Linked DNA regions of Sus scrofa: region 2 is linked to region 1. Evidence: chromatin contacts called from public HiChIP or PLAC-seq data. All regions are on one chromosome and are shown on one strand. Each heading gives the region's core, a stretch centred on a gene start, on an enhancer-like site or on the middle of the called end of the contact. The rest is flanking DNA. Distances are from core to core; before and after follow the strand shown. Region 1 holds the start of ARPIN (actin-related protein 2/3 complex inhibitor). Region 2 has its middle 31 kb from the start of ZNF710.

What was found. HiChIP or PLAC-seq counts read pairs in DNA pulled down with a chosen protein or histone mark.
Region 2: an H3K27ac HiChIP or PLAC-seq map of alveolar macrophages shows a contact between it and region 1. The contact joins the enhancer-like site here to the promoter of ARPIN in region 1. A contact is called at or near these places in 6 of 47 Hi-C or Micro-C datasets (alveolar macrophages, embryonic fibroblasts, fetal heart ventricle and 3 more) and 1 of 2 datasets of contacts at active chromatin or transcription factors (alveolar macrophages).

Annotation. Positions count from the first base shown.
Region 1 is chr7:55,482,094-55,488,142 of Sscrofa11.1, reverse strand. It overlaps ARPIN (actin-related protein 2/3 complex inhibitor), which reads left to right and starts at 4,608. Exons shown (of 6, transcript NM_001244544.1): 1 at 4,608-4,798. The coding sequence starts at 4,707.
Region 2 is chr7:55,538,539-55,544,784 of Sscrofa11.1, reverse strand. No RefSeq gene overlaps it. Among named protein-coding and RNA genes, the nearest start is that of ZNF710, 31 kb to the left of the region's middle. Within about 2 kb of position 4,079, at least 20 of the 83 cell types and tissues checked have an H3K27ac peak or open chromatin away from gene starts, as enhancers often do. A contact at or near this core is called in alveolar macrophages, embryonic fibroblasts and retroperitoneal adipose tissue, where this site is marked.

The sequences.
Region 1 (6,049 bases), core at 3,359-5,858:
ATGCTAAGATGTGATCTGGTGCATAAACGCTAAGAGTCCACACCCACACACATTCCTGTTTGGGTTTGCTGTTATATATGTGTGCCCCACATCCTGATAAATGCTATTTTGCTTTCCATCAAAAGAGAAAAAAAAAAAAAGTTGGTGTATTTATAATTGCTTGCACAGCATTCGAGAGGACACTCCTGAAAGTGCTTCCCTTTTGACTAGGCTTCATGAAAACCAAACCCTCTGCCTACAGATTGACCTGTCTGCTAGGTGGAAGAATTTTCTAGGCACCAGCTTGTTCTATGCACCACATTCCTCCCCCACTCCCACACAGTCTGAGCACCAGGCACCGCTGGGCATGTTTCTCCTGTGGTGTGACCCCTTTCCCTGCTGCTCTGTGTCACACACTTTGTGCCCTACACCAGATGCGTCCTCACAGAGGGTGGGAGGGCATGCCTACACTAGGACAGCTGGCAAAACTGAATTGTGGCTGGGAAGGACTACAGGCCACATAAATCTATTCTACAAAACCCAGACTCGGAGTTCCCATCATGGCTCAGAGGTAACGAATCCAACTAGTATTCATGAGGACTCAGGTTTGATCCCTGGCCTCACTTAGTGGGTTAAGGAGCTAGCATTGCTGTGAGCTGTGGTGTAGGTCACAGACGAGGCTCGGATCTGGTATTGCTGTAGCTGTGGTGTAGACAGGCAGCTATAGCTCCGATTGGACCCCTAGCCTGGGAACTTCCATACACCATGGCTGTGGCCCTAAAAGGCAAGACAAAAAACAAACAAACAAACTCAAACGCAATGTACCTCATGTCAGCTTTCCCTCACTCAGATCCACTTCAACATTATCTGGATACATGAGGCAAAGGAGAATTGGGGCAAAAAGAGATAGTGGTCTTAGCTGACTGCACCCAAACTGCCTTGCCTGTGGAAACTGTACAAAAGCAGATGCCCTTGTGAATATGCTGTTAGGGCCCTTCAACCCCATCCTTAAAAGGGACCATGGAACTGAAGGGCCCAAAACTTAAACTGTCTCCATGTACCTTATGGTTTTATAACAGAGATACCAATAACCCACAAAATATTATAAGAAAGTCCAACAAAGTTCTGTTTTTTACCCCTCATGATGATCGATGCTTTTTAGGCAATCAAATCCATAAAAAAAAAGTTTTCTTTGTTTTTTTTTTGCTTTTTAGGGCCGCACCTGCGGCATATGGAGTTTCCCAGGCTAGGGATCCAATCAGAGCTACAGCTGCCGGCCACAACAACACCAGATCCTAGCCATGTCTGTGACCTACACCACAGCTCACGGCAACGCCGGATCCTTAACCCACTAGCAAGGCCAGGGATCAAACACGCAACCTCATGGTTCCTAGTTGGATTCGTTTCTGCTGCGCCACGAGGGGAATTCGTTCTTTTTGTTTCCCTGTCCTGCTGGTGCCTGATCTGCCCACTATGCTGATGGGGTGAGTCAGAGTCTGGTAAGCAGGAGATTATTGTTTTGTTTTGTTTCGCTTTGCTTTGCTTTTTAGGGTTGTATCTGCAGCACATGGAAGTTCCCAAGCTAGCGGTCGCATCAGAGCTGTAGCCACTGGCCTACACCACAGCCCCATCAACACCAGATCTGAGCTGGGCCTGCAACCTACAGCTCACAGCAACGCCAGATCCCTATCCTACTGAGTGGGGGCAGGGATCGAATCTGTGTCCTCAAGAATACTAGTCAGGTGTGTTACCTGAGCCACAACAGCAACTCCAGATTACTCTTCTGAAGAAAGGATTTAGAGCAGTATTGTCTGATAGAACTCTCTGCGATGATGAAAAGCTTCTGTGTGGGTCCTGGCCAGAATGGTAGCCACTGCCCACATGTTGCTAGCTATTGAGTTTTGAAATGTGTCTAGTGAGACTGAAGAATTGAATTTTAAATTTTGTTTAGGTTTAATTCAAATTTTAATAGTCACCTATAACTAGGGGCTGCCATAAAAGGCGGTAAAGATTTGGAGCCCTTTGAAGGGGAAGATGATACAGAAGGGGGAGGAGGAAGAGGTGTGCCTGCCTGTGGCTGGGACCAGGATTTTTTGGTTTGTTTTTCATCTGCGGCATATGAAGTTTCCAGGCCAGGGGTCGAATCTGAGCTGCAGCTGCCAGCCTAAACCACAGCCACAGCAAAGGCAGATCCAAGCTGCATCTTCGACCCATGCCACAGCTCAGGTTTGACTATAACCTCCCCATTGCTCTCCCTCACCCCCAGCCCCCGCCACCACCCCCGGCAAGGCCCTGGCAGCCACAGTTATACTCTCTGCTTCTATGAGTTTGAATTTTTTTTTTTTGTCTTTTGTCTTTTTTGGGCCGCACCCCTGGCATATGGAGGTCCCCAGGCTAGGGGTCAAATCGGAGCTGTAGCTACTGGTCTATACCACAGCCACAGCAACATGAGATTTGAGCCTCATCTTCGACCTAGACCACAGCTCACACAATGCCAGATTCTTAACCCACTGAGGGAGGCCAGGGATCGAACTCGTGTCCTCATGGATACCAGTTGGGTTCTTTAACCACTGAGCCAGGACAGGAACTCTGAGTTTGAATATTTTAGATTCCTCATGCAGTGTTTGTCTTTCTTTGTCTGGCTTCTTTCACTTCCAAGTTCATCCATGTTGTTGCAAATGGCAGGGTCTCCTTTTTTTTAAGCCTAATACATTTTAAGCCTGATACAATATTCCATTGTATCCATATATCACATTTTCTTCTTCCATTCAACCTTCTTTCATTCATGAGGTTATGTCCATAACCTCATGGACATTAGGTTGCTTCCATATTTTGGCTATTGTGAATAATGCTGCAAGGAACATGGGAATGCAGATTACCCCTTTCTTTCCTTAATTTTTTTCTTTTTGCCTGCATCCACAGCAGGTTGAAGGTCTCAGTCTAGGGATCATCGAAACTGTACCACAGTTGCAGCCTCTGCCATAGCTGTGGCAAAACCAGATTCTTAACCTGCTGTACCACAAGAGAATTTCCTTTTTTTCCCCTGTTTTTTAAGGTTTTATTGTTGTTGATTTATAATGTTGTGATAATTCCTGCTGCACAGCAAAGTGATTCAGCTTTACATATACACATATCCATTCTTTTTCAGATTCGTTTCCCATATTGTAGATATCCTTTTGGTATCACAGATTTCAATTCCTTTGGACATAAACCCAGAAGTGAGACTGCTGGATCATTTGGTGGTTCTATATTTAATTTCTTGAGAAAATTGCATAGTGTTTACCACAGTGGCTGCACCAATTTATATTCCCATCAATGCTGTACAAGAATTCTCCTTTCTCCATATCCTTGCTAACTAACACTTATCTTTTGTCTTTTTTTTTGGCCAGGCCCACGGCATGTGGAAGTTCCCGGGCCAGGGATTGAACCTAGCCTGCTGCAGTGACAAGCCAGATCCTTAACTCACTGTGCCACAAGGGAACTCCTATCTTCTATCTTTTTGATAACCCATTCTAAGAGGTGGGGGGTGATATGTCATTGTGATTTTGGTTTGCATTCCCCTGATGATTGGTGACGCTGAGTAGCTTTTCATATAAATTTTGGGCATGCATATGTCTCCTTTGAAGAAATTTCTTTGCCCCCCCCCCTTATCTGGCTGTATCTGTGGCTTACAAAAGTTCCTGGGCCAAGGGTCCAACTCAAGCTGCTGCAGTGAAAACACTAGATCCTTAACCCACTGGGCCATAAGGAAACTCCATCTTTGCCCTCCTCCCTTTTTTTTTTTTTTTTTTTTTTTTGGTTTTGTTTTTTAGGGCCACACCTACTGCACATCGAGGTTCCCAGGCTAAGGGTTGAATCGGAGCTGTAGCTGCCGGCCTACACCACAGCCACTGCAACTCTGGATCTGAGCGGAGTTCAACCTACACCACAGCTCACGGCAACTCTGGATCCTTAACCCACTGAAAGAGGCCAGGGATGGAACTAGTGTCCTCATGGATACTAGTCAGATTCCTCTCCCCTGCGCCACAACAGTAACTCCCTAGAGTGAGCTTATTAAATCTTTACAACTCCTCTGACACTGACCCCATCTCATAGAGGAGGAGGCACGGGCTCAGAGAGGTTGAAGAACTTGTCCAAGCTCACCTGGCTGGGATTCTAACCATGGTAAGTCGCTGATCTGACATCTCAGCTCAGGCTCCTTTGCTACAGGTCCCCAGAGCTCTTCCCTCAGCCGCTCTGCGACCTCGCGCGTGGGGCGTAAAAAGAGCGACTCTGTGCTTAACCACTGCGCCGTCCCTGAGGGCTGTTCCCATTTTTCCGTTCCTGCTTCCTGGAATCCCATCCTTTCAGAGCTGACCGTACTAGCTCTCTTGGCCTCAATTTCCCTTGCGCGTGTGTGAGGCCTAGGTCTCCCTCTAGGAACAAGGAAGAGGGAGAGAACGAGAAGGGCGTGGCTCCACTCCCCGCCCTATCCCCACCCGCGGCAGAAGGCCAAGGCCGGGTCCCTGCAGGAGCCGGCCTCCCACCAAGCAAAGTCCCGCGGGCAGAAATGGAGCTCGGCCCCTTTAAATCCCGCGCGGGAACGCCCGCAGCCGCGCCGGACCCGGATCTGCGGCTGGGAATTGCCAGTCTCGGCGTGTGCTCCCTGCGCGGCTCCTCGCAGCGCCTTCCGCCCCGCGTGCCGGCTCAGTGCCCCGGGCCGCGAGGGCTCCGCGCCCGTGGGGAGAATGAGCCGCATCTACCACGACAGCGCCCTCCAGAACAAAGCGGTGCAGAGCGCGCGGCTGCCTGGGGCCTGGGACCCCGCCGCCCACCAGGGGTAGGCTCCGCCCGCATCTCCCTCCGCCTCCCGGGCCGGCCTGCGTCGGATCCCTAGGCTCCGCGTCGATCCCGGGCTCCCTGATTGGCAGGGGAAGGGGGGCGCCACCAAGATCGGGTACGGCTGGGAGGAAAGGCGGGGCTCACCGAAGGTCCCCTGGGCTCCAGACCGCTCTTCCCAGTGCTCCCCTCGGAGCGCACCCCTTAAGCCTTAAAACTCACAGAGGGTCGGTCCTGACTCCCAAACAGCGCTCATAAGACGGCGATTGCTTACCAACCTTTGTCTTTATCCCGCGCTGGCATATATCGGCTATAAACTTCACCACTTGCCCCTGCCTTGCCTTTAGGCCTTTTGCACACGGTGCACTCCGCTTCAGTAGGGACTGTGTGGTGCTGTGACCGGAACAGCGGGTGGGAGTTGGCCTGGGAGGGAGGGCCAGGCTTGCCTGGAGGCTTGAGTTGGATCCGGAGGGCCAGGCCCTACCATCACTGGCACGGAGAACAGAGAACGACTAGACCACTCCATTTGCAATTACAAATACAACTGAATGAAGGGATTAGCGGGATAGATAGGGGCGAGTGAGGTACTGGGAGTTTTAACTTTTCAGCCCCATCTCTTCACCTGCCCCACCCCTCTCCCATTTACGTGGTTCCAAAAAGGAAGTCCCCAGGTTCTGCTTTTGTGAGAATTAGGATTGGCAAGCCAGGGTCTGGTTCCCTTTAATGAGGGACTCTGATTTTTTTGTTTTGTTTTTTTGTTTGTTTTTTTAGGGCCTCTCCCACAGCATATGGAAATTCCCAGGCTAGGGGTTGAAGGGAGCTGCAACTGCAGACCTATGCCACAGCTACGGCAATGCCAGATCCTTAACCCATTGAGCAAGGCCAGGGATGGAACCCGAGACCTCAAGGATACTAGCAGGGTTTGTTAAGGCTGAGCCACGATGGGAACTCCTGGGACCCTCTGATCTTGGCCTAGTCACAAACCTTCTGAGTCTGGGTTTCCCCATTTCTAAAGTGGACATGAATGAGAGCGGGAGTGTGAAAGTGCTTTAGAAGTTCTCTTGTGCACAGAGGGTTAAGGACCCTGTGTTGTCACTGCAGCAGCTGTGGTCACTGCTCTGGTGTGGATGCCATCCCTGGCCTTCCATGGGAACTTCCATGTGCCACGAGGGCAGCCAAAAAATAAATTTTTTAAAAAGGAAGTGCTTTTTTTTTTTTTTTGGTCTTTTTGCCATTTCTTGGGCCACTCCTG
Region 2 (6,246 bases), core at 2,830-5,329, 57 kb before region 1:
TGCCCCCCAGACCCCATTCTCTCTTGTACAATGAGCCTCTGTGGGAGGCCTGGGGTTAGCATGGGGCAGCTTGGGGCTTTCTTTGGTGTACAAGTCAAGGCTGCTGCTGCTGGGGCGGTGTGTGTGTGTGTGTGTGGACTGTCTGCACGGGAGGGCGGAGTGGTGCCTACCTGGGGCCTGGGCAGGCTGGAGTTCTGAGTTTCTGTGCCACAACCTGGGGGATAGGATCCCACTCAGTCACTGATCTCCCTTAGCATTTGCCAACTACCTACTCTGTGCCAGGCACTTTGCAAACATCATGTGATTAATTTGTGCCACATGAAGTTCCCGTTGTGGCGCAGTGGAAACCGGCCCATCTAGTTTCCATGAGGATGTGGGTTTGATCTGTGGCCTTGCTCATTGGGTTAAGGATCTGGTGTTGCCGTGAGCTGCGGTGTAGGTTGCAGATGCTGCTCAGATCCCGAGTTGCTGTGGCTATGGTGTAGGCCGGCACCTATAGCTCTGATTGGACCCCTAGCCTGGGAACTTCCATATGCTATGGGTGCAGGCCTAAATAAGCCAAAAAAAAAAAAAAAAAAAAAAGTGCCACAATGTTTTATAATGCAGGCTGGGAGCTGAGGCTCCCGGATTGGTGAGATAATTGCTCAGGCTTCACTGTGGGCTGCAGGCCTGACCCGAGAATGCCAAGGCCTGGAGTCTGGAAGCTCTCAGGGTGGTCTGGAGTGATCAGGAGGGAAGTGATGGATCTAGTAGCAACAGAAGAAAGTGGGTGTCCAGCAGTGGCCCTCATGGGGTTTGCAGTCCTAAGAATGTTATACACATGCACACATGACTCTGAGATAAGGGGGAGAATCCGGGAAGTTCACCAGCTGCTGGCTGGCCATAAGTTGCCAAAGGTCCTGTCATCTCCCGCTATGGAAGCCCTTTTTTCATCAGATGCTCTGGGCCTCAGCCAGGGTTTCCTGTCCATAAGATCCCCCCTAAGGACTTACACCTGGGATGCTCTCTAGTGGTTTCTTTGTAACCTTTCTGGCTATTGATTTTTCTATTTTTGGCAATTATTCTTCTTTTTAATTTTATTTTTTTGGTTGCACCCATGGCATGTGGAAGTTTCAGGGCCAGGTATCAAACCCACACCACAGCAGTGATGACACTGGATCCTCAACCCACTGAGCCATCAGGGAACTTCTTAAATATTTTTTAATATTGATTTTTAATATCTTGGCTTGTTCTTTTATTTTAGTGTATATGTATTTAAAATTTTTTTAACTTTTTTTTTTTTTTTTAAATTTAGGGCCGCAGGTATGGCATATGGAAGTTCCCAGGCTAAGGGACGAATCAGAGCTAGCCTACACCACAGCTCACAGCAGGATCCTTAACCCACAGGATCAGGGATCGAATCCACATCCTCATGGATACTAGTCGGGTTCATTTTTGCTGAGCCACAACGGGAACTCCAAAAAAATTTTAGCATTATTTAGTGTATTCCTTAGCTTGTTCTGATTTGTATTATTCCCCATTATTTTTTCTTTTTAAATGATCTCATTTTATCTTCTAGCTTTTTGAACCTTTTAAGCCTTCTGCTTTCCTTTCAAATCTTCTCTTTAATTTTCTGTTTATCGTTATATTTCTCCTCAATTTAAAAAAATCGTATTTCTCTGACTCAAAAAGTGTAATGCATTTTTATTGCTAAATGTTTGGAAAATATAGGAAAGGGTATAAAGAAGAAAAATAAAATATCCCATTAAGTTCTCCTCTAGGGATAACCACTGTGGTTGTTTTATTCTATTCTTTTCAACCACTTTTTCTGTTCATAAACACTTACAGATATTGCTTTAACACTTGGTCTGCCGTATGTGTTATAAATATTTTTTCCACAATTTGTTTTTTTTTGGGAAAAATTGCCATTATTTTTTAAAAGTAAATGTTGCATATGGGAGTTCCCATCGTGGCTCAGTGGTTAACGAACCTGACTAGTATCCATGAGGACATGGGTTTGATCCCTGGCCTCGCTCAGTGGGTTAATGATCCTGCATTGCTGTGGCTGGCGGTCACAGCTCTAATTGGACCCCTAGCCTGGGAACCTCCATATGCTGTGGGTGCAGCTCTAAAAAGCCAAAAAAAAAGGTCACATATGCTTGCTATGAGAACATAAGACAGTACTAGCGGATCTACAGCAAAAATGCAGTGCCCCCTCCTGACGCCCACTCCCTGGTTCCTGAGAAAACCAGCCTAAGACAACCACCATGAACTGTTTGGCATCCATCTTTTTAGACTGTGAAAATGTGTTTTCTTTTTTTTTTTCTTTTTATCTTTTTTTAGGGTCGCACGTGCGGCATATGGAATTTCCCAGGATAAGGGTTAAATCGGAGCTGCAACTGCTGGCCTATACCAGAGCCACAGCAACTCGGAATCTGAGCAGCATCTGCGACCTACACAACAGCTCTTGGCAACACTGGATCCCTAACCCACTGAGTGAGGCCAGGGATCGAACTCACATCCTCATGGATACTAGTTGGGTTCGTTACCATGGAGCAAAAAAGAGAACTCCCTGAAAGGGCATTTTTGTGCATGTTTTAAACAATATTTTACTAGTCATATTGTTCTGCCTTGTGTTTTTTCATTCACCAACCCATGATGGGCATCTTTTGATATCTAAGCGGGGTGGAGGTGGGGTTTTATTTTATTTTTAAATTTTTTAAATTTTTTTGTCTTTTTGCTTTTTCTAAGGCTGCCCTCGTGGCATATGGAGATTCCCAGGCTAGGGGTCTAATCAGAGCTGTAGCCACTGGCCTACACTACAGCCACAGCAACTCGGGATCTGAGCTGAGTCTGCGACCTACACCACAGCTCACAGCAATGCTGGATCCTTAACTCACTGAGCGAGGCCGGGGATAGAACCCGCAACCTCATGGTTCCCAGTCAGATTCATTTCCACTGCGCCACGACGGGAACTCCTGGAGGTGGGGTTTTAAAGGGACCATGGCTAGGGAACCCTGGCAGGTTGCACTTGCCCTTCACATAGAAGATTCCCACAGGAGCTCTTATACATGGAAGAACAGCCAAAATGAGGATCAAAGCACCATTCATTTCATTGTTAACTGGGCAGGTACCTGATACCAGAGAGGCCTGGGCTTGAGAACCAGCACAAAACAAAGGCCCTAATGCTTCCATTTTGTAGTAATTCCATTTTACTGCGCAGCAGGTGACTTTCAGCCAGCACTACTAGGTGACCATGTGCTGAGAGTGTTAGAAGTGACTGGTTTGATTTCCTTGTTCCTCTCAGGAGAGGTGCCAGGGCAGTCAGCTGTAGAGGGTGAAGCTCTGCCTGAGCAGGGTTTTCTGAGTCTCTTGGATTCCACTGTAATGATGACAACATCCAGAACAATTCTAAGTATGCCTTGCATATAATAACGTAGTCATTCCTCATAAGAGCCCTGAGAGGGAGATAGTATTACAATACTATTTTAGGATAATAACATTTTTACAGAGGCAAAAACTGAGGCACAGAGTGGTGAACTAACTTGTCAAAGGTCACAGGGCCAGTGAAGTGCAGAACCTGGATTTGAAAGTAGGCAGTCTAAAATCTGTATTTTCTTTTTTTTAAAGGCCACACCCACAGCATAAGGAGGTTCCCAGCTAGGGGTCGATTCGGAGCTGTAGCTGCTGGCCTATACCACAGTCACAGCAATGGCAGATCTGAGCCATGTCTGCCACCCTGGGTCATGGCGACACTGGATCCCTAACCCACTGAGCGAGGTCAGGAATCAAACCTGCATCCTCATGGATACTAGTCAGATTCGTTTCCTCTTGAGCCACGACAGAACTCCCTAAAATCTGTATTCTTAACTAATAAGTTATTCTATGTTGCTAGTTTGTTTATGGTGGCTTCTGATTGTTCACATCATCCAGATCTAACATATGGGTCAATTCTTCCTACAGTCCGATGATGCATTGCTATAGTATCCTCTGGTTTTAAAGTGATGACTAAACACTCTTGCGGTCACTCGGCAACCATGTGAGCATGCATCCTCATTTGTCTACTGCAACAGGAGGCCAGGGACACTCTGAACTGGCAGGCCTGGCCATGTCTGTCACAGCCTCACACAGCACCCAGGGGTAGAAGCTAGACTTGCAGCACAGAGCCTGGACTGAAGCTGGGCATCTGGCCAGCCCAGGGAAAGGGGATCTGAAGTAGATCAGCAGATCCTGGTGACAGCAGAAGTGGAGGCGTGGCCAGGCCAGTCCCAAGGCAGCCTGAGACCCATGAGGCCACCAGGGTGTGCATGGAGGGGCAATAGAGGGAAGAGCACGAATGGGCGTGTCCATCCAACACAATGACCTCCCCCTGCTAAGCAGAGCCCAGGCAAAGCCAGCAGCTCCTTCTCTTCCAAGCTTAGAGTGTGTGAGAGGACGTGGCAGAGAAATCTTCCTTCCACATAAAAACAGGTGCAGAGCTAACGCATTCTTCTAAACCACAGTGCATCACTCAGTCAGAAGGATTAATTTGTGATCATTTAGGTTCTCTCTCTCTCTTTATGTCTTTTTTTCCCAAAGATAAAGATGCAGGGCATAAACTCCACTCCCTCTACCGAGTTCTCCATTTTCCCAGGAAAATGGGAGAACTTCTTTCATGTCTTCCAATAAAGTTATAAGACATTCCACCTTTCCTGTTAAATTTATTCCTTGGGGACTACCTGTCATGGCTCAGTGGAAACAAATCTGATTAGGAACCATGAGGTTGTGGGTTCAATCCCTGGCCTCGCTCAGTGGGTTAAGGATCCGGCGTTGCCCCAAGCTGTGGTGTAGGTCAAAACGCAGCTTGGATCCTGTGTTGCTGTGGCTGTAGCATAGGTCAGAAGCTGTAGCTCTGTTTTGACCCCTAGCCTTGGAACCTCTATGTGCCACGGGTGCGGCCCTAAAAAGCAATAAAGTAAAATAAAATAAAAAGAAAAAAATTTATTCCCAGGTATTTTGCAGTTGCTATTATTGTGAACATATGGCATTTAAAATATATTTATTATTTTTATTGTTTTTATTTAATTTTTAAAAAATTTTATGGCAGCACCCACCGCCTATAGAAGCTCCTGGGCCAGGGATGGAATCCAAGCTGCAGCTACAGCAACACCAGATCCTTTAATCCACTGCCCTGGCTGGGGATTGAACTCACACCTCCACAGAGACCCAAGCCATTGCAGTCAGATTCTTAAACCACTGTGCCACACTTCTTAAACCACCCCCTAGTTTTATATTTTTATATTGTCAAATCTGTCAACCTATCCCTGTGTGCTTGCCAAATTTGATACTAGGCTTAGAAAGACTTTCTTTAGGAGTTCCCTGGTGGCTCAGTGGGTTAAGGACCTGGCAGTTGTCCCTGCTGGGGTTCAGGCCACTACTGTTGATTAGGTTTAATCCCTGCCCCAAGAACTTTTACATGTCATGGGTGTGCCCCTCCCCCAAAAGAAAAGCCTCTCTATTCCAAGAGTATAGACCTGTTTAATTATATTTTGTTCTAATCCTTTATGATTTTACATAGCATGATTAAAAGGTTTTTGTTCTATTTAAATCATATAGTAGTGAATTTAGTATCTAGTACAAGGTAGAGCTCAGCTTTATTTTCTAAACCATTAACTAGTTGAACCAATGCAATGTATTGAACTACCCTTTTGCCCATTGATTCGAAATTCCACATTTATCTCACAGCCAATTCTTATACCTACTGAATCTCTTTTTCAGTTTTCTCTTCTGTTCTATTGATCTATTACTCCCAGGCCAATACTGAAAAATGACTTTATTTCTTATTAGAAAAGCAATAAAGGCTTATTACAGAAAGATAAGAAAATACACAGACACAAAAAACAAAAAATACTTGTGATCGCATCCAGGAATAGCTACCATTTAACCTTGGTGCATGTATATCCCTCCAAATCATTTCATTTATATAAACATGTATACATATACATATATATACATACATAAAGTAAAACGAAGACCATGCCATATAAATCCTTGTGTAAACTGTTTACACTTTATAATACTTCAACAAAGTTTTCTTGCCAGCAAGTGCTCTTTTTTTTGGGTCTTTTTTAGGGCTGCACCTGTGGCATATGGAGGTTCCCAGGCGAGAGGGGTCTAATTGAAGCTGCAGCTGCCGGCCTCCACCCCAGCCACAGCAACACCAGATCCGAGCTGCATCTGAGACATACACCACAGGTTGTGCCAACCCCAGATCATTAACCCACTGAG